Linked DNA regions of Mus musculus: region 2 is linked to region 1. A link is a contact called in public HiChIP or PLAC-seq data. All regions are on one chromosome and are shown on one strand. Each heading gives the region's core, a stretch centred on a gene start, on an enhancer-like site or on the middle of the called end of the contact. The rest is flanking DNA. Distances are from core to core; before and after follow the strand shown. Region 1 has its middle 3.3 kb from the start of Gm39364. Region 2 overlaps Herc1 (HECT and RLD domain containing E3 ubiquitin protein ligase family member 1).

Region 1 (5,253 bases), core at 2,458-4,957:
GTCAACACCACCTGGCCGGAACCTCCCCTCTGTCTACTGCCCCTTGACGCCGGGTAAAGTCATACATCAACTGGTTGCTATGTGAACAAGATAAGCCCCCAGCCCACAGGAACAAAGTCCTGATGCCCTTTTGCTGACATGTAATCTTTCTGTTAATGTTTGAATAAGCCAATAGTGTGTCTAGTGTGTCGCTATGCTGAATTCCACACCCCTAAGCTCCTCACCCCATAAAAACCCCTAGCTTTCGAGCCTTGTGGCCAACATCCGTTTTCTCCTGTGTGGGATGCATGTCGGTCTGGAGCTCCGTCATTAAACTACCTCATGTAATTACATCAAGATGGTCCTCCTTCGTGATTTTTTTGGGTGCATGCCGAATCGGGAATGGAGTGGGGGTTTCCCCACTAGGTTCTATCAATAGCAGCTGTTTACTGATGTTTCCCTAAGATCCAGTGATTGGGTTTTGCTGCAGAAGTATTTGACCTACCAAGACAACAAGGTGAGACTCTCTCACTGAGGACCATATAATCAGCTGAACTAGTCTCTGTCATCAGTGGCTCAGCTAATGTTTAATATGGTGACCCAGCAAACACACATGGGTTCAGTTGGTTACAGCATACCAGCAGTCAGGACTCCTAATGACCTGGAGTCCTGGCTCATTTTAATCTGCCACGGAAGGTGGTACTTGCTGACTAAAAATCCAACATGAAATATGAGAGGGTGTATTTCACCTGCGTGCTTCTTGGTCAAGCATCGATTCCCACTCTTTGATCATTTAGATCTTCTGGGACCCACCATTAGTTGGTAATTCACATCCTCCCCTTAAATACTTTATAAGACCCTGGGACAAGTATATTACCCCAAGGATGTTTCCTATCTGTTCTTTTCTTTTTTTGTTGTTGTTGGTTTTTTTTTTTTTTTTTTTTTTTTTTTTTGGTTTTTTGAGACAGGGTTTCTCTGTGTAGCCCTGGCTGTCCTGGAACTCACTCTGTAGACTAGGCTGGCCTCAAACTCAGAAGTCCACCTGCCTCTGCCTCCCTGGAATTAAAGGTGTGTGCCACCACACCCGGTTCCTATCTGTTCTTTAATAAGCTACATGTAGACGAGGGTAACTATCCTAGGCAGAAGTATGAGACTTAGAACTTCGTCTCATTCAAACTTGCTGGTTTAGAAACTGTACCAGATGACTGAAATACTTAGTAACAATGAGTTGACTAGATCAGGAGGACTTTGTGTATCTCTCAGTTCTGTTCACATATGATATGGTGTATAGCCTCTCACCTATTTAAAAATTCAATAAGGGAATTTGATCTTATAGAGGTATATGTTTCACATGATGTCCTTAACAAGATTAATTATAGAGTTAGCACTTTGGCTGGTGTTTGCATCCTGCTTGTTCCTTCCTGGTAGTGAGCTGAGTATTTATGAGGTTTGCCTGGTCTCTGATATGTGCTCCTCTCTCCGGGGACACGATGGTCTTCTGGAGTTGCTTGCTATGATTGATTTCTGCTTCAGTAGGCATGTGTTGTATGCTCAGGGATTCGATAAGGATTTTAATTTAGATTCTGAGAATTACACTCCAGTCCTCACGTCTGCACAGCAAGCACCTTACCAACTTGTCTACCTCACTCAGCCTTGATATTTTTTTAAAAACATGATTTATTTCATGTGTATGGGTGTACCACATGCATGTCTGGTACTTACAGAGGTTAGAAGAGGGCATTGGAACCCTTGGAAATGGAGTCACAGATGATTATGAGCCACCATGTAGGAATTGAGAATCTGGGGATTGAACTTGGTCCTCTAGAAGAGCAGCTGGTGATTTTAACTACTGAGCAACCTCCCCATTTCTCCTTTGATATGCCTTTATCTGTGAGATGGCTCAGTGTATAAATGTCCAAGCCCAATGACTCGAGTTCTTCACCAGGATCTACCTGGTAGAAGGACAGGATTGACTCCCTGAGGTTCAGACTGGAATATACTGGTCTGGTTGTATCTGGGGTTGGCTGCCTTGATTGAGGAAGGAGGTAGGTTCCAGGGACAAGGATGACTGCTGCTGTAGTCTGCACCTGCTTTCTTTGGTGCAGTAGTTGGATTACAGAAGAGATTTTACTGTTCACTGTCAATAAAACTACAAATACTAATCTAAGAAAACAATAGGCAGAGGGTTGTTAGTGGACTTGGGTTAGGAAAAAACAAGCAAAAAGAACATTTGGAAGGAGAGACCATGGCCTGGGCCTTGGGTGTTTGTGATGGAACCCCAGTCTCCTGTATTATTTAGGCTGTTTCCATAGTATTTTTTTGCTTCTCGTAATTCAGTCATATAAAAATCTGAGCTTGTACCGTGACTCCATTAGTCAGTCTTTCACAGTTAAAACATTTACTCAGTCCTCAGTGTATATTATCTGGGCCTAGGGAACAGAAGTTGGGGGTAAATCATAGGTTCAAGGTTCTTTTTATGACGTTTGGCTCAATGTGTGGTGACTGTTTTATACAGCTTTTCAAGAGCCTTGCTTTCTCACATTTCTGGAGTTGGGAGATATCTGTGCCTTTAGAATCCTTTCTTTCTGGCCATTCTTGTTACAACCAGTTGCTCCATGATGCCCACTTCTTCTGAGCTACAGCTGGCTTCCTTGACAGCTCATCATTTGCCTATTTGGGCCTGACACAGCCTCATTGAAGTCAGCGTGGACAGCCCTGTGGAGAGGTACCACTGGCTAGACCAGGACATATAAACTGTGGTGGTTGGTATCAGGATGTACAAAAGCAGCATGTGTGTGCATGTATATGTATGTACATGTGCATATTCATGTGTGTGCACATGTATATGCTGAGTCATGTGTCAGAGGTCATATTCATGTGTGTGCACATGTATTTGCTGAGTCATGATGTCAGAGGTCGACATCAGGTATCTGTCTTAGCCACTCTCCTCCTTAGTTTTTTGAGACAGGGTCTCTTACTGAGTCTTGAGGCCATAGACTTAGCTGGACTGGTTGGACAGTGAACTCCAGGGATCTGCCCATCTCCTCCCTGCACAGCCCTGAGGTTACAATTGTATTCGACCACACCTGTATTTTTATGTGGGTGCTAGGATTTCAAAAGCAGGTCTTCAAGCATGCACTGCATGTGTTCTACTAACCATCTCTCCAGTGCTGAACAGCACATTTTAAATTCAGGTGACCTCCCACCTCCCTCATTAATCTAAAAATGCTCACAGTCATCCCCTCTGCCTGGAACAGCCATGGCTATTTGGAAGTCATTATTTTCAAGGTATGAACTCAGTGGTCCCTTTATAGACTTGTGAAAGTGAGGGGAGTAACATCATTTTTTTTAATACCAATTTTATGGCTAATAATATATTTGGCTTCCCAGAAACCAATCATGAGGAACTCTGATCTCACAAAATGACTCCATTAAAGATAATCATTTTTTCACACTGCAAATACTTGTCTGCTACCACTCTGTTTCTAGTGAACAAAAGGAACATTAAGCTGTACATTCAGGATTGTGTTTATAAAGCTTGCTGTAGATTGCAGAAAGAGTCTGTTTATGCAGGCTTTTAGGAACGGAGCTCCCCTCCCCATCTGGGGGCGTCTACACCATCTGTGGGGTTATTTCCTGTTTCATTTGTTTTTCAGGTTCTAGGGCTCAGGAGATTTTGAACATTATCACTGTAGAGGGAATTGTTCAGCCTTGAGGCGCGATTTAAAACCGAAACTGAAAGGCAGATGTAAAACAGGCGTGGAAACCCATTCGAAGGGGGAAATACACCCACACAGATTGCCTTCCTCCATCTGAAGTCCAGGGGAAAAGCAAGAAGGGACAGGTACACGGAGTTCTCTGCAGTGCCAGAGCCAGCCAGCTACTCCTTCTGGAAGGAGGCGGGAGCTGCTGAAGGAAAGAAAGCGAAGAGCTCTGTCAAGTGTAAGCTGAAGAAAAACCAGGCAGGCGCTCCAGGATGATCGCCAGATATGTCTAACTGTGCCATGGAGGATGGAGAGCCGCGCGGAGGAATGAGCCACGCGGAGGAATGAGTAGTGGGCGGTCTGTGCCCAGCCAGCCACCCCCGGCTGTGCAGCTGTGTCAGCCCAGGTCTTCTGAGAAACAGGCACTGAAACAGGAGGAGAGGGCCAGAGGGCTATTAGGCAAATGCCTGCAGGCAAAGTATGTGTGTTGCAGGGAGAGTTGGGGTGATCTCAGCCCTCCTTGTAGCCTGCCCCCACATAAGAGTCAGGAGGGAAGAAAGAATAGATGGTAGTTTCTCATGCTATGTTGAGAAAGGCAGGCAAGGCCGTGGGAGAAAGCAAAAGTTCCTGAGCAGAGGACTTCCGTGAGTTCTGTGGCTGCTTTGGTGTCTCCGCCGGGAACAACCTGGGGAAGAATGTCAGGTTATCTCATTTATCTGAGCCTCGGTTTCCACAACTGTAACGTGAAGGTTATTAGGAGGATTGAATAAGATAACACATGTGGCGTCAAGTGGGGTGACTCATACCTGTCATCCTAGCCCTTGGGAATCTGAGACAGGAGGATTGCTTTGAGATCCTGTCTCTAAAACCAGACAGTACCACTCGACTCTCACCTCAGACCTCTCTAACCATACCTCCTCCCAACCTTTAACCAAGTATGCAAGGAGGCAGGTATAAGCACTCCAATGGTCATGGCTGCAGGTTTTGTGTTTTGGCAGCCAGTGATCCAGTCTTTGTAACAGTCTCTGCTATAAAGCCTTGGAGTGCTGAGATGGCGAGAGATGGCCAGCACTCTCACTTGGAAAGAATCTACAGCACAGTTGGAGAGCTGGGTCATACCCCTTGGGAGTATTCTCAGGGAGGACTCATGGGCCATACCCCTTGGGAGTATTCTCAGGGAGGACTCATGGGTCATACCCCTTGGGAGTATTCTTGTGAGGACTCTCAGCCAAGCTCTGTTTCTACATACTGAGTTGAAGCACCCATATGGAGCTGAGTTGGAGCACCCTACCTTACTCACTGTTTCCATCCAACCTTCTGCTGCTCTCCATGAGCCACGTGTGCCTGCTGTGCTTATTCCCCTGGCTCCTCCCCCTATAGAGTTGTCTCCCTAACTCTCCCTCCTAGTGAATGCCTTTTTCCTGTCCACCTTAGATATTCCCTTCCCGGGCACCCTTCTCTCACGACTGGTTCCAGTCCCTTAGGCTTGTCATCTCATGTATCTCTTCTGTGCCTGCCTCTGGTATCTGGAAAAAAGAGGCTCTGTACTGATAATAGCACTACCATGGCT
Region 2 (4,785 bases), core at 349-2,848, 70 kb after region 1:
GCTCAGCTATACATGTAGGCAAAATACCTGTACACATAGAAATAAGTAAAAAAAAAAGATCATAATTTCAGGTGAGACGTTTTAAGAGGAAAGAAGAGAATGATAGTTTGAGAGTTAAAGGCATGCTGTTTTAGTTAATGTCAGGTTGGGACTCTGAGTTGTAACATTTGAACAGAGACCTGAATAAACAGAAGTAGTGAGTTAAGCAGAAGTCTGTAAAGAGTTTGTTGTCTGTAGAAGTGAATCCCTACACTTTCATAACCTTGAATATTATATTAAAGAATAAGCATATATATGATAAATTTTAAGAATTTACAAGACTGAACTGTAATAACTTTGAAAACCAAGAATAAAAATTTGAATTTTAAAATATTAATGCTCAAATACTTATAAACTGATTTAGGTATAAGTTCAGTTAAGTTAAATTGATCAGGTTTTGGTTGTTTGCTTTTGCTTTGTGTGTGTGTGCTTGTGAGTGTGTGTGTTTTAAATGGTCTCATTGTGTATCCCTGGCTGACCTGGAATTCTTGACCAGGTTGGCCTTGAATTCACAGAGATCCACTTGCCTCTGCCTCTGAGATTAAAGGTATGTGCCATAGTATCCTTCCAGGTTTGTGTGTTTGTAAGGGAGGGAGGAGGGGGGAGAGTGAGTTCATGTACCTTTTATTGCCCAATATAACCTAACAAATGTATTTTAAAATCACAAAGATGCCACTTGTTATATTTACATATTTCAAACCTTCCCTCTATCACCAAGTGAAATGCAAAGCTTTTGATTAATAAAAGTATTTCATTAAAAACAGTCACTTTCAAAGCAGAAGCATTGAACTTTTTATCTGGTATATGTTTTGTATTTGTGAACTGAACTGTAAATGTTTGGTTACTTTATCTCCCTCCCTCCCTCCCTCCCTCCCTCCCTTTCTTTTTTTCTTTGTATGTGTTTTTCTCCATGTAGCCCTAGCTATCCTGGAACTAGCTCTGTACACCAGGCTGGCTTTGAATTCAGAGATTTTCCTACCTCTGTCTCCTGAGTGCTTGGATTAAAGGTGTGTGCCACAGTATATGTTTACCATGGTATTTTTTTCTAGAACAAAATTAGTAAGAGGTTTCTTCACCTTTTTTTTTTTTTAAAGAAGGAAAGGAGTGCCCCAGGACTTGACTGATTTCCACAATATCTATTTGTTATAAAGAAATGCATGTCAGATTCAACAGGTTCAGGAAGGAAGCTGATGTTTGTGTGTGTGTGTGTGTGTGTGTGTGTGTGTGTGTGTAAGAGAGAGAGAGAGAGAATATGAATATGAATATGGAAATGTCTTGAGATTGCATAACATTGCAAATTTCTAGTTGAGAAGGGGGAAGTTCCATACCACATGATTTAGTCTGGCTAGTCTGTAAGCCAAGGAGTCAGATACTGTGTGGGAATGTGTGTATGTGTAGAGGGGATTAATCTTGCTTAAAGCTGCAAATGGGAGGCATGGAACTACCAGGCACCTGGAAAGAGGTTGCAGGAAAGCTTGGCTGTTAGGGGGAAGAGAGAAGCAGCTAGAGGATCTATAATCTAATAACACTGTTGCCTTTTATTGCCTCATCCTTCCACCCCCACACCCTGTGTTCCATTACCCCAGGATCTAATGTGCTAGGCAAGCACTCTACACCCCTTCTATCATATAACATTTTAGCATCTTCTAGCATAAGCTTGCTTATATAGTCACAAATTGACTTGATATTTAAGTTGACTCTATAAGCTCAAGAAAACATTATTATATATATGTATATAAGACTTTGTATATAATGTGTTTTATTTTTTATTTAATAATATTCTACACCCTGCCTTTTCAGCTTCTTTGATTAACTGCTCCTCACTATTTGGAGTGAGGAGAAAGTAAACTAATTTTAGTGCCTGTTTTCTATCAGGTGCTTTGCATATTTTTTCAATTATCATGTGAGGTAATTTCATAATTTGTGAGGTAAGATATTATTTACCTTGATCTTAAAAGTGTGAAGCAACTGTGTTAGTCTACTGAGTATCATAATATAACACAGACTCCTGAGTCACATACTGTGTGAAGTAATTCTTATAACCTTGAGTTTACCTTTTAAATCCATATTTTTCTGGTTCTATTTTATACAGTTTACTTGCTTTTGTTAAATAGGTTAACCTTTTCCACAAATAGTAACTATAAAATGTGTAGCAGAATGATTTTATTGTTAGTTTTCTAGTTTCTGTCTATTTGTCATTCCTGGACAAATATCAGGTGTACCTAGTCAGAAACCACCCTTCCTCCACCCAAGGCCCTATACCTTGTCATATATGCTTCTTAGTAAGTCAAAGATACACTGAAAAGTAGACTGCTGTCTTCAACATTCTGTGTTTGCCTCAAAGAAGAATCTTGTGTTTTATTTAGTATGGCTTTCTCTCTATTTAATGAGGCAGTTATAAAGTGATTGGTGCTTGATTGATCCTTTGACGCAATAGATTTTTGTAATACTTTTAGTTGGTTTTGTCCTAGTAATAGGAATTGGTAGTACACCTAATCTTACAAAGTTTTTAAAGTAGATTTTTTTTAACTTATATGTCTGTTTCCTTTCCATATTGTACCCCACAATATTTAATTACAGGGTTCATCTGCTGATCGGAGTCAGTGGAGAGAACCAACTAGAACATCTGAAGGCTTATGTTCACTCTATGAGGCAGCATTATGTCTTTTTGAAGAGGTATGTAATCTTCATAGCTTTGCATTAAAAATGTCTTTGTTGTAAAATGTTACAGCATACATTTATCTCTTGAAAGTCTCTAAAAGAAAATGGTACCAGTGGTTGGCTATCCCTGGAGATTGGAGCTCAGTGTTTAGTTGCCATGGCTTGGAAAGAGATACTTTTCAGTGTGTCTCCTTTTAGTTATTTTAATTTTTGGATCATGTATTGGTAACTTTTGTTGAAAAAAGTTATTGAGTAAAACAGATTCAGAAGGAATTATAAATAATTGTATACCTTAACAAATTGTGGTAAAATAAATATTCTTCTAATCATTACCTAGACTTAAAAAAAAAAGATTGCCATCAAACCTGACAACTTGATTATAATTGCCAGGTACCACATGGTAGAAGGAAAGAACAAACTTTCTCAAGTACACACACACACACATACATATGAAAAGTAAATAGAATTTGCCATCCACTGCAGAAGGCCTTTCACAGTCTGGTCATTACCTTTTCTCTACAACAGTTCACTGTATTGACTTTTAAACTAATTTCCTTGCCAGTTTTAGTTGTGTCACCCACGTGTATGTGCCTGGACTCTAACTCATTTTTTTTTCCCACTTAAAAAATGTTTTTAAAATCGCTTTTTAAAAAATTGGTTATTTATTTACATTTCAAATGTTATTCTCCTTCTCAGTTTCCCCTCCCCAAACCCCCTTTCTCCTTCCCTGCCCCCCTGCTTCTATGAAGGTGCTCCCCCACCCACTCATCTATTCATGCCTCAGTACCCTAGCATTCCCCTATGCTTGGTCATTGAGCGTCTATAGGACCAAGGAACTCCCCTCCTATTGATGCCAGATAAGGCAATGTCTGTTACATGTGCAGCTGGAGCCATGGGTCCCTCCTGGTGGTTTAGTCCCTGGGAGCTCTGGGGGGTCTGGTTGCTTGATATTGTTGTTCTTCCTGTGGGGTTGCAAGCCCCTTCAGCTCCTTCAGTCCTTCCCCTAACTACTCCATTGAGGTCCCTGCACTCAGTCTGATAGTTGGCTGTGTGCATCCACATCTGTATTGGTTAGGCTCTGGCTCAGCCTCAGCCTCTCAGGGGACAGCTATACCAGGCTCCTGTCAGTAAGTGCTTCTTGGCATCTGCAATAGTGTCTGGGTTTGGTGTCTATAGATGGGATGGATCCCTAGGTGGGGCAGTTTCTGGATTGCCTTTGCATCAGTCTCTGCTCCACTTTTTGTCCCTGCATTTCCTTTTAACAGGAACAATTCTGATTAATATTGAAATTAGTGGGTGGCCTCATCCCTCAATCGGGGGCCGTGCCTATCCACTGGATATGCTCTCTACAGATTCTCTCTCCCCTTTGTTGGGTGTTTTGGCTAATGTCATCCCTGTTGGGTCTTGGGAACTTCTTGGGTCCTTGGCATTTGGGACTTTCTAGTGGCTACCCCCAGTTCCTCCTCCCCCACTGCTATATATTTCTGTTCAAATTCCTGACCCTCTGTACTTCTCCCCTGTCTCCTTCCCCCTCTTCCCTCCCTTCCCCTCTTCCTCCCACATCCCTCCCTCCCTCTACCTTCCCTTCTGAGTAAGAGTGAAGCATCCACACTTTGGTCTTCTTCCTTGGGTTTCATATGGTCTGTGAGTTGTATTTTGGGCATTCCAAACCTTTTTTTTTTTTGGTAGTGGGGGGGGGCTAATATCTACTTATCAGTGAGTACATACCATGTGTGTTCTTTTGTGACTGGGTTATATTTTCTAGTTCTGGATGATATCCAGATGATATCTGGATGATATTTTCTTTTCTTTTTTTTTTTTTTAAAGATTTATTTATTATATGTAAGTACACTGTAGCTATCTTCAGACACTCCAGAAGAGGGCGTCAGATCTTGTTACAGATGGTTGTGAGCCACCATGTGGTTGCTGGGATTTGAACTCCGGACCTTCGGAAGAGCAGTCGGGTGCTCTTACCCACTGAGCCATCTCTGGATGATATTTTCTATTTCCATCCATTTGCTTGTGAATTTCATGAAGACATTGTTTTTAATAGCTAAGTAGTACTCCATTGTATAAATGTCTGCA

What was found. HiChIP or PLAC-seq counts read pairs in DNA pulled down with a chosen protein or histone mark.
Region 2: a contact with region 1 is called in an H3K4me3 HiChIP or PLAC-seq map of bone marrow-derived macrophages, with 2.2 times the contacts expected there. The contact joins two enhancer-like sites. A contact is called at or near these places in 2 of 39 promoter capture datasets (the C10 cell line and liver), 1 of 15 datasets of contacts at CTCF or cohesin (CD8 T cells), 14 of 484 Hi-C or Micro-C datasets (the 63-12 cell line, B cells, CD8 T cells and 9 more), 4 of 115 datasets of contacts at active chromatin or transcription factors (CD8 T cells, the SCID.adh cell line and bone marrow-derived macrophages) and 1 of 9 other capture datasets (embryonic stem cells).

What each region holds. Positions count from the first base shown.
Region 1 is chr9:66,301,679-66,306,931 of GRCm38.p6, forward strand. No RefSeq gene overlaps it. Among named protein-coding and RNA genes, the nearest start is that of Gm39364, 3.3 kb to the left of the region's middle. Within about 2 kb of position 3,708, at least 157 of the 459 cell types and tissues checked have an H3K27ac peak or open chromatin away from gene starts, as enhancers often do. A contact at or near this core is called in bone marrow-derived macrophages, where this site is marked.
Region 2 is chr9:66,373,698-66,378,482 of GRCm38.p6, forward strand. It overlaps Herc1 (HECT and RLD domain containing E3 ubiquitin protein ligase family member 1), which reads left to right. Exons shown (of 78, transcript NM_145617.3): 3 at 2,620-2,715. Among named protein-coding and RNA genes, the nearest start is that of Gm30447, 22 kb to the left of the region's middle. Within about 2 kb of position 1,599, at least 54 of the 459 cell types and tissues checked have an H3K27ac peak or open chromatin away from gene starts, as enhancers often do. A contact at or near this core is called in bone marrow-derived macrophages, where this site is marked.